Linked DNA regions of Mus musculus: region 1 is linked to region 2. The links are chromatin contacts, called in public HiCAR-type maps. All regions are on one chromosome and are shown on one strand. Each heading gives the region's core, a stretch centred on a gene start, on an enhancer-like site or on the middle of the called end of the contact. The rest is flanking DNA. Distances are from core to core; before and after follow the strand shown. Region 1 overlaps Gm33484 (a long non-coding RNA gene). Region 2 overlaps Gm40376 (predicted gene, 40376).

Region 1 (7,110 bases), core at 2,310-4,809, 150 kb after region 2:
CTGGCATAAAGGCATACATGCAGATAGAGCACTCAAATATGCAAAATAAATAAATAAATAAAACATCTTTTAAAAAACAAAAACAATAAAGTCTATACAGAAGGATGGAATTTCATGCATCTATAACAACTCAATGAGGCTTTTGGGAAAGATGTTAACAGGAGTAGAGTCTAACTTTTAGCTAAACTTTGCTTCTAAGTTCCAGGCCAAGTGTTGTTGTTGTTGTTTGAGGTGGAGTGGGGGCAGTGGTTGAAGAGCACCCTTAGATACTTGGAGGAATTGGCTAATTCTCTTCCTAATAAACTCTCTCACACAAACAAATAGATCAGATCCGAGGCAGGCTCTCTCTCATCTACTGCTTTCCTGTTTTGTCCTCTGAAAATAAATCATGAACGTGTCCACAGAGCATAGCACACTAGTGTTTAAGTTTACATTAAAAATAAGTTGTTACTAGGCCCCAAGAATTCATATTTATTTGGCTCCTCAAAATTGTTAATGGTCTGGGTCTGTTTTTCTTGTTTTCTTTTCTCTTGCTCTTAAACACTATAAATCTTTTCTATCTGAATTTGTGATAGGATCTGATAATTTTTTTAAATTTCCTCACTTTCTCTTGTTATGTCTCACTTTTCATTTCTGATTTTGTTAATTTGGATACTGTCTCTGTGCCCTTTAGTTAATTTGGTTAAGGGTTCATCTATCTTGTTGGTTTTCTCAAAGAACCAGCTCTTGGTTTTGTTGATTCTTTGTACTGTTCTCTTTGTTTCTGTTTGGTTGATTTTAGCCTTGAGTTTAATTATTTCCTACTCTCTACTCCTCTTGGGTGTGCTTGCTTCTTTTTGTTGTAGGGCATTCAGGTGTGCTGTTAAGTTGTTAGTGTAAGATCTCTCCCATTTCTTTACAAGGGCACTTAGTGCTATGAATTTTCCTCTTAGTACTGTTTTCTTGTGTCCCATAAATTTGGGTATGTTGTGCCTTCATTTTCATTAAATTCTAAAAAGTCTTTAGTTTCTTTATTTCTTCCCTGGCCAAGTTATCATTAAGTATACAGTTGTTCAGTTTCCATGGGTAAGTGGGCTTTCTGTTGTTTTTGTTGCTATTGAAGACCAGCCTTAGGCCATGGTGATCTGAGAGGATGCATGGGATTATTTCAACTTCTTGTATCGGTTGAGGCCTCTTTTGTGACTGATTAGATGGACAATTTTTGAGACGATACCATGAGGTGCTGAGAAGAAGGTATATTCTTTTGTTTTAGGGTGAAATGTTCTGTAGTTATCTGTTAAATCCATTTGGTTCATGACCTCTATTATTTTCACTGTGACTCTGTTTAGTTTCTGTTTCAATGTGCCTATTAGTGAGAGTGGGATGTTGAAGTCTCTCACTATTATTGTGTGGGGTTCAATGTGTGTTTGTGGCTTTCTGGCTATAAAAGAATCTTATGGTTGTAGGTGTGAGAAAGACTATCTCTCTTGCCTAAGCACAGTGCTCTGAACCCCCTGCTGTGGCTCAAAAGCTCACCCTTTCACTTGGCAGTTGTTTCGGAGTAGTAGTAGTAGTAGTAGTAGTAGTAGTAGTAGTAGTAGTATTGGTATTAGTCGGCGTTCTCTACAGGAATAGAACTGACAGAATGAACATATATCACTAGGGGATTTATTAGATTGTCTTGCATGATAAGGGCTGGATAGTTCAGCAGCGGCCACCTGCTTAGTGGAGAGACTGAGATGCTTTGGTGGCCCCAGTCCCCAAGTGAAGGGCTGAGGGTGTCCCACAGAGCCACTGGTCTTCAGTCCATGCTGAGAGGTTGAAGAGGCTGAGATGTGATGTTAGCAAGGCTGGCAGCAGCAGAGACAGGCACACTCACTAGTAAGACACAGAGGCAGACAGGCAAAAAGCATGGCTTCTCACTTGAACCATTTTACACCAAGGCTGCTGTCCACACTGGGAGAGGATTTTTCCCACCCACACAGACTTAGACAAACTGACCACAAGATGAACCATCACAGATGCTGTTAGGCAAGTTTCATGGTCTGGGTGTAAAATAAGAATAATAGTAGGCTCACATCACTGTTGGCACATAGTGCTAGCCCCATAGTGGGCACTAAATGAGTCTCTTGTGAGATGTTTGCTGGCTACTTTTATGTCAACTTGACACAAACTAGAGTTGTTTTGGAAGAGAGAGCCTCAGTTGAGAAAATGTCCAGTCTGGATAGCCATGTAGGCTAGCCTGTGGTGTGTTTTCTTGATTAATAATTAATATGGGAAGGCCTATTTCTGGGGTGGGGTCTACCCGTGGCCGGTGGCTCTGGGTGCTTGCTTTAAGAGTAGCATCTCCTTGAAGAGCATAGAAGCCGGGTTCTAGGATCAGGCTGACCGAGGACTGGAGGAATGGATGGCACAGTTGCTAAAGTGTCAGCACATAAGCACAAGGGCCCAAGTTAGGGTTCCCAGAACTCATGTAAAGAACCAGTGGAGGCTATACACTGCTGCAGCCTAGCATGGGATATGTGGGTAGGTGGGAGGAGACAGGCAGATTTGTGAACCTCATTGACCAGCCAGACTACCTGAATTAATAAGTTTAAGGCTCAGGGAGAGACCTCTTCTCACAAAAGTAACTGTGGAGAGCGATCAAGTACGAACGCCCCAATATCAGTACCAGGCTTCCACGTGCATGAGCACACACATGCATGCACCCCCTCGAGCACATGCATGCACACCCACACTAAGAAGTATCCACACCACAAACACATGCAACAACACACACGCAACAACAGAGAGACACCACCCTGGAACTGTGCCTTGGTGGAGTGCCCTATACACCAAATAGAGCAGAATAAAGGAGATGTGACAGTGTGTGATAGCCCAAGCTGGATCACAAAGGGCACCAAAGCTCCACTTGAGCACACCAACAGCAAGTGCCAGCTAGCCAGCTAGGTGACGTGCCTTGGACAGCAATCCTTCAGTCCCAGTGCCACCTTCAGGGACCTAAGCCCAGGCAGACGCATGACTGCAGCTTCATGAGAAGGCTGTCACTCAGCCACAGTGCGTCTGATTCCCAGCCCTCTCGAAGCTGGAAAAGCTGGTGGACAGTGAGTCTTGTTTTAAACTGTTAGCACACAGAAGACTGAACGATGATACTCCACATGTTCTAAGTATTTTATATGCAAAAACTCACTAACACTCACGCTAAGTCTATAAGGTTAGCACGATTAAATACCCCTATATAAGGAAGAGGGGAGAAAGAGAGGGCAGGGCAGGAAGGAGGGAAGAAAGGAGAGAGGGAGGGACTGAAAGAAGGAGGGCAGGGGAAGGACAGAGAGACAGAAGGACAGAGGGACAGAGGGGCAGAGGGATGGGGAAAAGGAAGGAAGGAAGGAAGGAAGGAAGGAAGAAAGGAAGGAAGAAGGAAGGAGATAAACCAGGGAGTCACTTCATATCAGTGTTCTTATCTACAGCAAACACCCTGCCCAGCCCCAAATGTCAGAGCTGCCTCGAGAAGTATGTGTGTGTCGCAATTTATTCTGAAAAATACTCTGTGTCCTACAAAATATTTTCCTTCCTATTTTGGTATTGGAGCATGTGACTTCTGTGGAAGTTGACTCCAGGCCATCGTTTTTGACTTAGAGTAAGTAGCACATTCCCCCAGAATGCACTTCTACTTTTACACAATATCTCTGGAGGAGTTATTCTGTGACTAAAACCTCACTTCTCAGACTGGGAAACGCCACCTCTTCAAGGCTGCTTCTTTCAGCCCCAGTGCACACCTGAAGGTCCACAGAGGAACACAAAGCCAGCCAGCATCTGGCCTTCCTGTGGTCCCTGTGGCTCTAGTCAGTACACATGCCCTGGCACTGAGTGATGCTGCGTTGTGATTTGTTTTCTGTTAACACCGCCTCTATGCCCAGTGATCTGTTCTCTGAATGAAAGGTGAATGCTCACCAGAAGCACACAGTGGGGCTCTCAAATGTTTGCATAAGATTTTAAAGAGGAGAATCATGATATTGGTTCTCTCAACTACTCCATATTCACAAAATCTCCTTGCTCCCGGCAAGCATCATTTCTGTGGAGGGCTGCTTAACCTCCCTGTCAGGTTGGGTATCAAGGGATCCTCGAGGTCATAGATGTGTTTATTGGAGTCAGCCTGCTGTCTTCAGTACTGGACACTATGCTATACAAGTGCTCTGCTGCCCAGAGAAGAGCAGCTGGGGAATGGAGGGGAAGACAAGACCTCACTGCAAAGAACCCTGGGAGGAGCTGGGTCTGAACAGCCCATGTGGAGAGCCGTGAACAATCGCCATTACAAGATGTAGCTGGCTTCCTCAGTGCCTAACTAGTAAACAAGCAATGTGCGCAGGTGCTGGAGTAAATTTGTGCCAAGTCACTGCCCATCCCGGGGTGTAGCAGCTAATCAGGAGCTGACACGTCACACGGAGGGGTATTTAAGCAGCACCATTTTCCGGGTTCGGGGTCTTCCTGAGAAGTAAGCAATAAAGCTTTGCCGTAGAAGGATCCGGTTGTCCGAGTGTGTTTTGCTGGCGAAACGTTACAAGGACATGCCCTTGCAGTACATGTGTGAATAGTTGGAAGACTGGCTTGAGGGGATGGAGATGAGGTGCCTCACAACTACCTGTAACTAAGCTCTAGAGGATGGGTCATCCTCTTCTGGTCTCTGTAGATACACACACACACATACACACACACACACACACACACACACACACACACACCAAACAAACAAACAAACCAACCAACCAAAATAAAACAAAATGAAAACCCTAGCTTGAGAAAGAGAGCCAGGTTCAGTGTAACTATGAAAATGGAAAATCTGTGAAAAGCCCACCCACCACTGTAGGACAAGCTTAGCATGGTGACTTCTGCCTACAATTCCCACACTTAGGAGGCTGACACAGGAAGACAGCTATGAGTTAGATGATAGCATGGGCTACATAGTGAACACTAGCCCAGCCTTAACTACAGCCTATGTCAGCACTCCGTACAACATATTTTGCAGCAGCCCTACGGTATGCTAGCCAAAGTAGAGAGAAATATTAGAGTGGCTCTAGCTAAGCCCTATGCACTCAGAAAGCCACGGGAAGTGTTGAACATGTTACCTAGAATGTTGTGGTTATGTTTAAGAGATACGGTGAACTTTCTGAAATGAAAATCATAATATTGAAATAGAAATTGCCTTGGCTTGGCTAAACGCAGATTACATAGTATAGACAACAGTAGTAACTTCCAAGACAAAAGCAAAGAATTGAAAGAAAGAAAAGAAGGAAGGAAGGAAGGAAGGAAGGAAGGAAGGAAGGAAGGAAGGAAGAGGCACAGGAGGGAGACTCACTGCAAAGTAAATTACAGGACCCTGGTATTTAGGAGGCTGAGGCAGGAAAAACACAGTTAGACAAGACTGCACTACAGAAGAGTTCCACAGGAGCCTGCATAGAGAAACACCGGCTCACACAAAGTGGCTAAGTAATAGAGCAGCTAAACTGTGGGAAAGCAGATGGGCCCTGGTGGAATTAGAGTTTCCAAAAGGCAGGGACAAGGACCTGAAATTATATAAACAATGTAGCTAAAAGAATGAGCCGTTCCTCTAGCACAAGAGACATGGAAAAGTTATACCAAGACCTTTGTACTGGCTAGTTTTGTGTCATCTTGACACAGCTGGAGTTATCACAGAGAAAGGAGCTTCAGTTGAGGAAATGCCTCCATGAGATTCAACTGTAAGGCATTTTCTCAATTAGTGATCAAGGGGGAAAGGCCCCTTGTGGGTGGGACCATCTCTGGGCTGGTAGTCTTGGTTCTATAAGAGAGCAGGCTGAGCAAGCCAGGGGAAGCAAGCCAGTAAAGAACATCCCTCCATGGCCTCTGCATCAGCTCCTGCTTTCTGACCTGCTTGAGTTCCAGTCCTGACTTCCTTGGTGATGAACAGCGATATGGAAGTTTAAGCTGAATAAACCCTTTCCTCCCCAACTTGCTTCTTGATCAAGATGTTTGTGCAGGAATAGAAATCCTGACTAAGACAACATTGCACAGCCAATCTTCTAGAAATACATATATAAGATAAAATGTCCTAAGATCAGCCACAGATGAAAAAAAGAGCTTTATATTTAGGGTGTGATAGTAAATATTTTGACCTTTTTTTTTGGTTATTATTGGAGGTAATGCAAATAAGAAAAATATGAAGCAATATTTGAAGTACTGAAGGAAGAGATATTGTTTACACCCTGGGAAAATATGTCAACATTGAAAGTAAAGCTGGATATAAAGGTCTGCAGTGCAATGCCAGCACTCAGGAGGCGGAGGTGGGGGGAGGGGCGATGTCACGTGCAGCCAGAGCTACACAGAGGAAGCTGCTGCTCCATAGCAGGGCCTGGGGATGTGGCTACTCAGACACCGCAGTGCCGGGGCACGCACGTGGTCAGAAGGCACATCTCCAAAGCTGGTTCTCTCCTTCAGTTCCCGGGATCAAACCCACGCTCCCGGGCTCGTGTGGCCAGCGCTTTTACTGACTGAGCCATCTCACCAGCCCTGTATACAGACTTTAAGCAGCTGTTTATGTTATAGCAGTTATACTCTACTGAAGCCATGGAAATTAATGGAAGAAAGGGAATAAATGGCTACTTGATCAAGCCATGTAAAGTAGTACACAGGATAAGAGGCATAAGCAAAGTAAAATCAAACAAAGTATAGAAACGCACACACACCAGGGGTAGCAGTGCACACTTTAATCCTAGCACTTAGGCAGCAGAAGTAGGCTGATCTGAGTTCAAGGCCAACCTGGTCTACAAAGTGAGTGCCAGGACAGCCAGAACTATGTAAAGAGATCTTGTCTCAAAAGACAAGCAAAAATGGAAGAAATGAAGGTATCAAAATGACATTGTGAAGCCCACTATTTTGTTCTATTAATATACAGACACAAAAATAAAGTTAAAAAAAAAAGAAGAAGTAGGAGAGGGGGTTGCCGGGGTAGGGGAAGGGGGCAGCACCGTCTCAGAGGCAAAGAGGAGGGGGGTGGTGAAGAGCTCTGGGAGGTGGGCAATGAGGGAAGGCAACATTTGGGACATAAATAAATAAAATAATTAATCTTTAAAAAAAAAGAGGTAATAACTCATT
Region 2 (7,118 bases), core at 3,463-5,962:
CACCAACAGAATATAAGAGATAGAAGAAAGAATCTCAGGTGAAAACGATACCATAGAAAACATTGACACAACAGTCAAAGAAAATGCAAAATGCAAAAAGCTCCTAACCTAAAACATCCAGGAAATCCAGGACACAATGAGAAGACCAAACCAAAGGATAATATGTATAGAAGAGAGAGAAGATTCCCAACTTAGAGGGCTAGTAAATATCTTCAACAAAATTATAGAAGAAAACTTCCCTAACCTAAAGAAGGTGATGCCCATAAACATACAAGAAGCCTATGGAATTGCAAATAGGTTAAACCAGAAAACAAATAAATCCCTCCCATCACATAATAGCCAAAATACCAAATGCACAAAACAAAGAAAGAATATCAAAAGTAATAAGGAAAAAGGGTCAAGTAAAATATAAAGGCAAACCTATCAGAATCACACCAGACTTCTCACCAGAGACTATGAAAGCTAGAAGATCCTGGGCAGATCTCATACAGACCCTAAGAGTCTGAGTCTACAGACCCTAAATGCCAGCCCAGGCATGGTACTCTACCTAGCAAAACTCTTAGTTACCATAGATGGAGAAAGCAAGATATTTCATGACAAAAACAAATTTACACAATATCTTTCCACAAATCCAGGCCTACAAAGAATAATATGGAAAACGCCAACACAAAGAGGGAAACTATACCCTAGAAAATGCAAGAAAGTAATCTTCTTTCAACAAACACAAAAGAAGATAGCCACACAAACATAATAATAACATCACAAATAACAGGAAGCAACAATCACTATTCCTTAATATCTCTTAACATCAATGGACTCAACTTCCCAATAAAAAGACATAGGCAAATAGTCTGGATACATAACAGGGCCCAGCATATTGTTGCATACAGGAAACACATGTCAGTGTCAAAGAAAGACTCACAGTAAAGGGCTGGAAAACAAATTTCCAAGCAAATGGTTCCAAGAAACAAGATGGAGAAGCCATTCTAATATCGAATAAAATCAACTTTCAACGTAAAGTTATCAAAAAGGATGAGGAAGGACACTTCCATACTCATCAAAGAAAAAATCTACCAAGATTAATCAATATTCTTCAAATTATTTCACAAAATAGAAAAAGAAGGAACACTACCAAATTTGTTCTATGAAGTCATAGTTAGGCTGATACCAAAACCACATAATGACACAAGAAAGAAAGAGAACTTTCAGACCAATTTCCCTTATGAATATCAATGCAAAAATACTCAAAATTCTCGCAAACCAAATACAAGAACACATAGAAATGATCATTCACCAAAATCAAGTAGACTTCATCCAGAGATGCAGGGATGGTTCAATATACAGAAATCCATCTATGTACACTACATTAAAAAAACTGCATAATCGTTTCACTAGATGCTGCAAATGCATTTGAGAAAATACAGCATAGCTTCATGTTAAAACTTGGAAAGTTCAGGAATTCAAGGCCCATACCTAAACATAATAAAAGCAATATACAGCAAACCAGTAGCCAACATCAAACTAAATGGGGAGAAACTTGAAGCAATCCCACAAAAGTCAGAGACTATACAAGGCTGCCCACTTTTTCTCTACCTATTCAATTTAGTACTTGAAGTTCTAGCTAGAGCAATTAGACAAAAAAGGAGGTCAAATGAATATAAATTGGAAAGGAAGAAGTCAAAATATCACTATTTACAGATGATAGTATATATAAGTGATCCCCAAAACTCCACCAGAGAACTCCGACAGCTGATAAACAACTTCAGCAAAGTAGCTGGATATAAAATTAACTCAAACAAATCAGTAGCCTTCCTCTACTCAAAGGATAAATAGACTGAAAAAGAAATTAGGGAAATGACACCCTTCACAATCGTCCCAAACAATATAAAATATCTTGGTGTGACTCTAACCAAGCAAGTGAAAAATTTGTATGATAAGAACTTCAAGTCTCTGAAGAAAGAAATCAAAGAAGACCTCAGAAAATGGAAAGATCTCCCATGCTCTTGATTGGCAGGATTAATACAGTAAAAATGGCCATCGTGATGAAAGCAATCTATAGATTCAATGCATTTCCCATCAAAATTCCAACTCAATTTTTCAATGACTTAGAAAGAGCAATTCTCAAATTCATTTAAAAATAACAAAAAAACAAGGATAGCGAAAACTATTCTCAACAATAAAAGAACTTCTGGGGGAATCACCATCCCTGACCTCAAGATGTACTACAGAACAATAGTGATAAAACTGGCATGGTATTGGTACAATGACAGGCAGGTACATTGATGGAATAAAATTGAAGACCTAGAAATGAACCCACACACTTATGGTCACTTGATTTTTGACAAAGGAGATAAAACCATCCAGTGGGGGGGGGGGGGGGCAAAGACAGCATTTTCGACAAATGATGCTGGTTCAACTGGCAGTTAGCATGTAGAAGAATGCAAATTGATCCATTCTTATCTCCCGGTACAAAGCTCAAGTCCATGTGGATCAAGGACCTCCACATAAAACTGATACACTGAAACTAATAGAAAAGAAAGTGAGGAAGAGCCTTGAGCACATGGGCACAGGGGAAAGTTTCCTGAACAGTACACCAATGGCTTGTACTATAAGATCAAGAATTAACAAATGGGACCTCATAAAATTTCAAAGCTTCCTTCTATAAGGCAAAGGACGCTGTCAATAAGACAAAAAGGCCACCAACAGATTGGGAAAAGATCTTTACCAATTCTACATCTGATGAGGGCTAATATCCAGTATACAAAGAACTTAAGAAGAACCAAGTAACCCTATTAAAAAATGGGCTACAGAGCTAAACAGAGAATTCTCAACTGAGAAAATTTGAGTGGCCGAGAAGCACATAAAGTAATGTTTAACATCTTTAGTCATCAGGGAAATGCAAATCAAGACAACCCTGAGATTCTACCTCACACCAGTCAGAATGGCTAAGATAAAAAACTCAGGTGACAGCAGATGCTGGCGAGGATGTTGAGAAAGAGAAACATTCCTCCATTGCTGGTGGGATGGCAAGCTGGTACAACCACTCTAGATATCAGTCTGGTGGTTCCTCAGAAAATTGGACATAGTACTACCTGAGAACCCAGCAATAGCACTCCTGGGCATATACCCAGAAGATGTTCCAACATGTAATAAGGACACATGCTCCACTATGTTCATAGCAGCCTTATTTATAATAGCCAGGAGCTGGAAAGAACCCAGATGTCCCTCAACAGAGGAATGGATACAGAAACTGTGGTACATTTACACAATGGAGTACTACTCAGCTATTAAAAACAATGAATTCATGAAATTCAAAGGCAAATGGAGAGAACTAGAAAATATCACTCTGAGTGAGGTAGCCCAATCACAAAAGAACACACTCACTGATAAGTGGATATAAGGCAATAAGCTTGGAATACCCAAGATTCAACTCACAGACCATATGTAATGCAGAAGAAGGAAGACCAAACTGTAGATGCTTCAGTGCTTCTTATGAGGGGGAACAAAATACTCACAAGAGGAAATACGAAGACAACATATGGAACAGAGACCGAGAGAAAAACCATCCAGAGACTTTCCCACCTGGGGATCCATCCTATATACCAAACCTATATACTATATACCAAACCTAGATACTATTGTGGATGCAGGGAAGTGCTTTCTGACAGAAGCCTAATATGGCTGTCTCCTGAAAGGCTCTTCCATAGCCTGACAAATACAGAGGCAGATGCTTGCAGCCAACCGTTGGACTGGGAGTAGGGTCCCCGATGGAGGAGTTGGAGAAAGGACTGAAGGAGCTGAGGGGTTTACAGCCCCATGAAGGGAGCAACAGTGTAAACTGGCCAGACCCCCTGGAGCTCCCAGGGACTGGATCACCAAACAAAGAGTACACATGGAGGGACCCATGGCTCTGTCCTCATATGTCACAGGGGATGGCCTTGTTGTACATCAGTGGGAGGAGAGGCCCTTGGGCCTGAGATTGTTCAATGCCCTTGTGTAGGGGAATGCCAGGGCAGGAAGATGGGAGTGGGTAGGTGGGTGGGGAGCACCCTCATAGAAGCAGGGGGATGGGGATGGGATAGGGTGTTTCTGAAGGGGAGATCTGGACAGAGGAAAGCATTTGAAATGTAAAGAAAATATCCAAGAAAAAAAATTAAAGAAGCATAAGTATTCTTCAGAGGCCCATGTACAGAAAATGATTGGTTCCCAGAGAGATACTGTTGTGAGGTAGTGGTAGAGCCTAATGAGAGGAATTTAGGTCATTGGGAGGATTCCCTTAATGAGACTATGGGGCTCCAGTCTTTTGGCATGAAGTAAACAGTTTTACTCTTCCACATACTCAATACCATTACTATCTGGCACCCTTCTCAGAAGATTAAAAGCAATGGGTCAGCCTAATTACAACTTGCTCCTTTGAAATTGTAAGCAGACTTTTCCCTTTTTAAATTGAATACTTTATGTCTTTTCTAATTTTTATGCAAATATAATCTACTTTAAACATATTCCCACTCATTCCCTTATGCTTCCTTTTCTCCCTAGACAATGTTGCTTCTACTTTCATGACATCTGTATATATATAATTTCATGTATCTACATAAGCTCTAACCACAAATGAAAGGAAATGTGTGATATTTATGTTTCTTTCTGAGACTGACTTAATTTGCCTAGTGTGATTATCTCCAGCTGCATCCATTTTCCTGCAAATGACATGTTTCCTCTTTATGGCTGAAAAATATTCTACTGTGTATATATACCACACTTTCCTGGTTGGTGAATAACTTAGGTATTAAGAATAACGTAAAAGAGACTGCAAAAATCTCTGATATATATTAACTTGGAGTCATTCAAATAAATACCTAAGGGTGGTAGCATTTGGTTACATGACAGAGCTAGTCCAGACTGGTTTTGATAGTTGCTACACCAGTTTAACATATCAGCAATGTGTTAGTGTACAAAATACCCAACAAACAGGAGATAGAACTTGTAGATACCATATCCAGTGGATAGGCACAGCCCCCAGTTGAGGGATGGGGCCACCCACCCACCTCAAATTATTAATCCAGAATTCTTCCTGTCAAAAGAAAATGCAGGGACAAAGAGTGGAGCAGAGACTGAAGGAAAGGCCATCTAGAAACTGCCCCACCTTGAGATCCATCCCATCTGCAGACCCCAAAACCCAGGCACTATTGCTGATGCCTAGAACGCTTGTTGACATGAGCTTAGTAAAGCTGTCCCCTTAGAGTCTGTGACAGAACCTGACCAATACAGATGCAGATGCTTGGATGCTCACAGCCAAACATTGGACTGAGCTTGGTGACCCCAATGGAGAAGTTAGGACTGAAGGAGCTAAAGGGATTTGCAACCCCATAGGAAGAACAACAATATCAACAGAGCTCCCAGGGACTAAACCACCAGCCAAAGAGTACACATCGGGGGACACATGGCTCCAACTGGATATGTCGCACAAGATTGCTTTATGCGGCATCACTGAGAGGGGAGCCCCTTGGTTCTGTGGAGGCTCCCAGGGTAGGGGGATACTAGGTTGGTAAGGCAGAAGTGGGTGGGCAGGTAGGGGAGCACCCTCATAGAGGCAGAAGGATGGAAAAGAGGGTTTGTGGAGGGGAAACTGGGAAGGGGGATAACATTTGAAATATAAATAAACAAACAAACAAAAATTTTTTAAAAGCTGTCATCTGCCTGGCATAGAGTGAGGATGAACACTTGCCCATGCTTAGTGGCTCGCCATTTTGGAACAACAGCTCATTTATAGACTGGGTTGTCCGGTGTCCTATTTCTTTTTGTAGTTCTTTGTATCCCTTAGGTATTAATCCTCAGACATATAACTTGGAAAGAGTCTTTCCCACCTTCTAGGCTGTCCCTTCACTTATTCACTCAATAATCATTTCCTTGGTTGTACAGAAGTTTTTTAATTTCGTGGGATCTCACTTGTCAGTTGTGGTCATCATTCCCTGAGTGTCTAGGGGGCTGATCACAGTCCTTGCCTAGGCTGACCTACTGAGACTGTTTTGCTATTTTTCATCTATCAGTTTCAGAGTTTCAGGCCTTGCACTAAGATCTTTGATCCATTTGGAGTTAATTTTCACAGGAAGTCAATTATGTGTCTAGCTTCCTTCTTCCTCATGTAATTATCCATTCTTGGCAGCACCATTTTTTTTGAAGATACTCATTTGTCTCCAGTGTTTTGTTGTCATGATTCCTTTTAGTGTTTCTGTCCAAAATCAGGTAGCTGCAACTGTGTGGATTTCTATCTGTGTCCCTCATATTGTTTCGTTGACCTATTTTTGTGCCAATGTCATGGTGTTTTTTGTCACTATGGCTGTGTAGAATAACTTGCAGTCAGGTATGATGGTATCTCTCCCACTGTTCTCCTTGCTCAGGATTGCACTGGCTATCCAGGGTCTTTTGTACTTCCATATAAATTTCGAGATACTTTTACTCTACTTCTGTGAACAATGAAGTTGAAATTTTAATGGAGTTGTATTTCACAATATTAATTCTTCCAGCTGAAGGCCTTCCCATCTTCTAGTATCTTCTTCAGTTTTTTTCTTTAATGTTTTAGTTTTCATTATAGAAGTTTTTCACTCCTTGGTTAAATGTATTAGGGGCGGAGCTATTATTGTTTTTTGTTTGTGGAGGCAATCATGATGGAACTTATTTTTCTAATTTTTTTCTCTGCATGCATGCCATTGGTATTTAGCGAGGCTACTGATTTTATAGTGTGTGTGTGTGTGTGTGTGTGTGTGTGTGTGTGTGTTGGCACTTTGCTAAAAGTGTTCATCTGATCTAAGTGTCATCTGGGGGAGTCTTTAGGGTCTTGTATATAGTACCATTAGTATCTATAAACAAGGATACTTTTACTTCTTTCTTTTCTGTGTGTTCTTTTTATTTCCTAGTCTTGGTATATTAAATGAGGGTGGAGAAAATGGAAACCTTTGACTTGTTCCTGACTTTAGTGGAAATGATTTCAACATTCCCTATTTAGCATAATGTTGTCTATAGATGTGCTGCATATAACCTTTATAAGTTGAGGTATGTTTTTTTCTATGCATATGTTCCTTCTATTTCTATTCCTTCAACTTTTTATAATCCTGAAATGT

The links. HiCAR-type assays count read pairs that join an accessible place to other places.
Region 1: a HiCAR-type map of PVALB interneurons shows a contact between it and region 2, with 6 times the contacts expected there. The contact joins two enhancer-like sites. A contact is called at or near these places in 1 of 15 datasets of contacts at CTCF or cohesin (large pre-B cells), 12 of 484 Hi-C or Micro-C datasets (CD8 T cells, the G1E-ER4 cell line, Th1 cells and 8 more) and 2 of 115 datasets of contacts at active chromatin or transcription factors (PVALB interneurons and bone marrow-derived dendritic cells).

The regions. Positions count from the first base shown.
Region 1 is chr12:32,887,077-32,894,186 of GRCm38.p6, forward strand. It overlaps Gm33484 (a long non-coding RNA gene), which reads right to left. Exons shown (of 3, transcript XR_381437.2): 3 at 1,739-1,857. Among named protein-coding and RNA genes, the nearest start is that of Gm33484, 19 kb to the right of the region's middle. Within about 2 kb of position 3,560, at least 26 of the 459 cell types and tissues checked have an H3K27ac peak or open chromatin away from gene starts, as enhancers often do. A contact at or near this core is called in PVALB interneurons, where this site is marked.
Region 2 is chr12:32,737,094-32,744,211 of GRCm38.p6, forward strand. All of the region lies in intron 1 of Gm40376 (predicted gene, 40376), which reads left to right. Among named protein-coding and RNA genes, the nearest start is that of Gm40376, 16 kb to the left of the region's middle. Within about 2 kb of position 4,713, at least 1 of the 459 cell types and tissues checked has an H3K27ac peak or open chromatin away from gene starts, as enhancers often do. A contact at or near this core is called in PVALB interneurons, where this site is marked.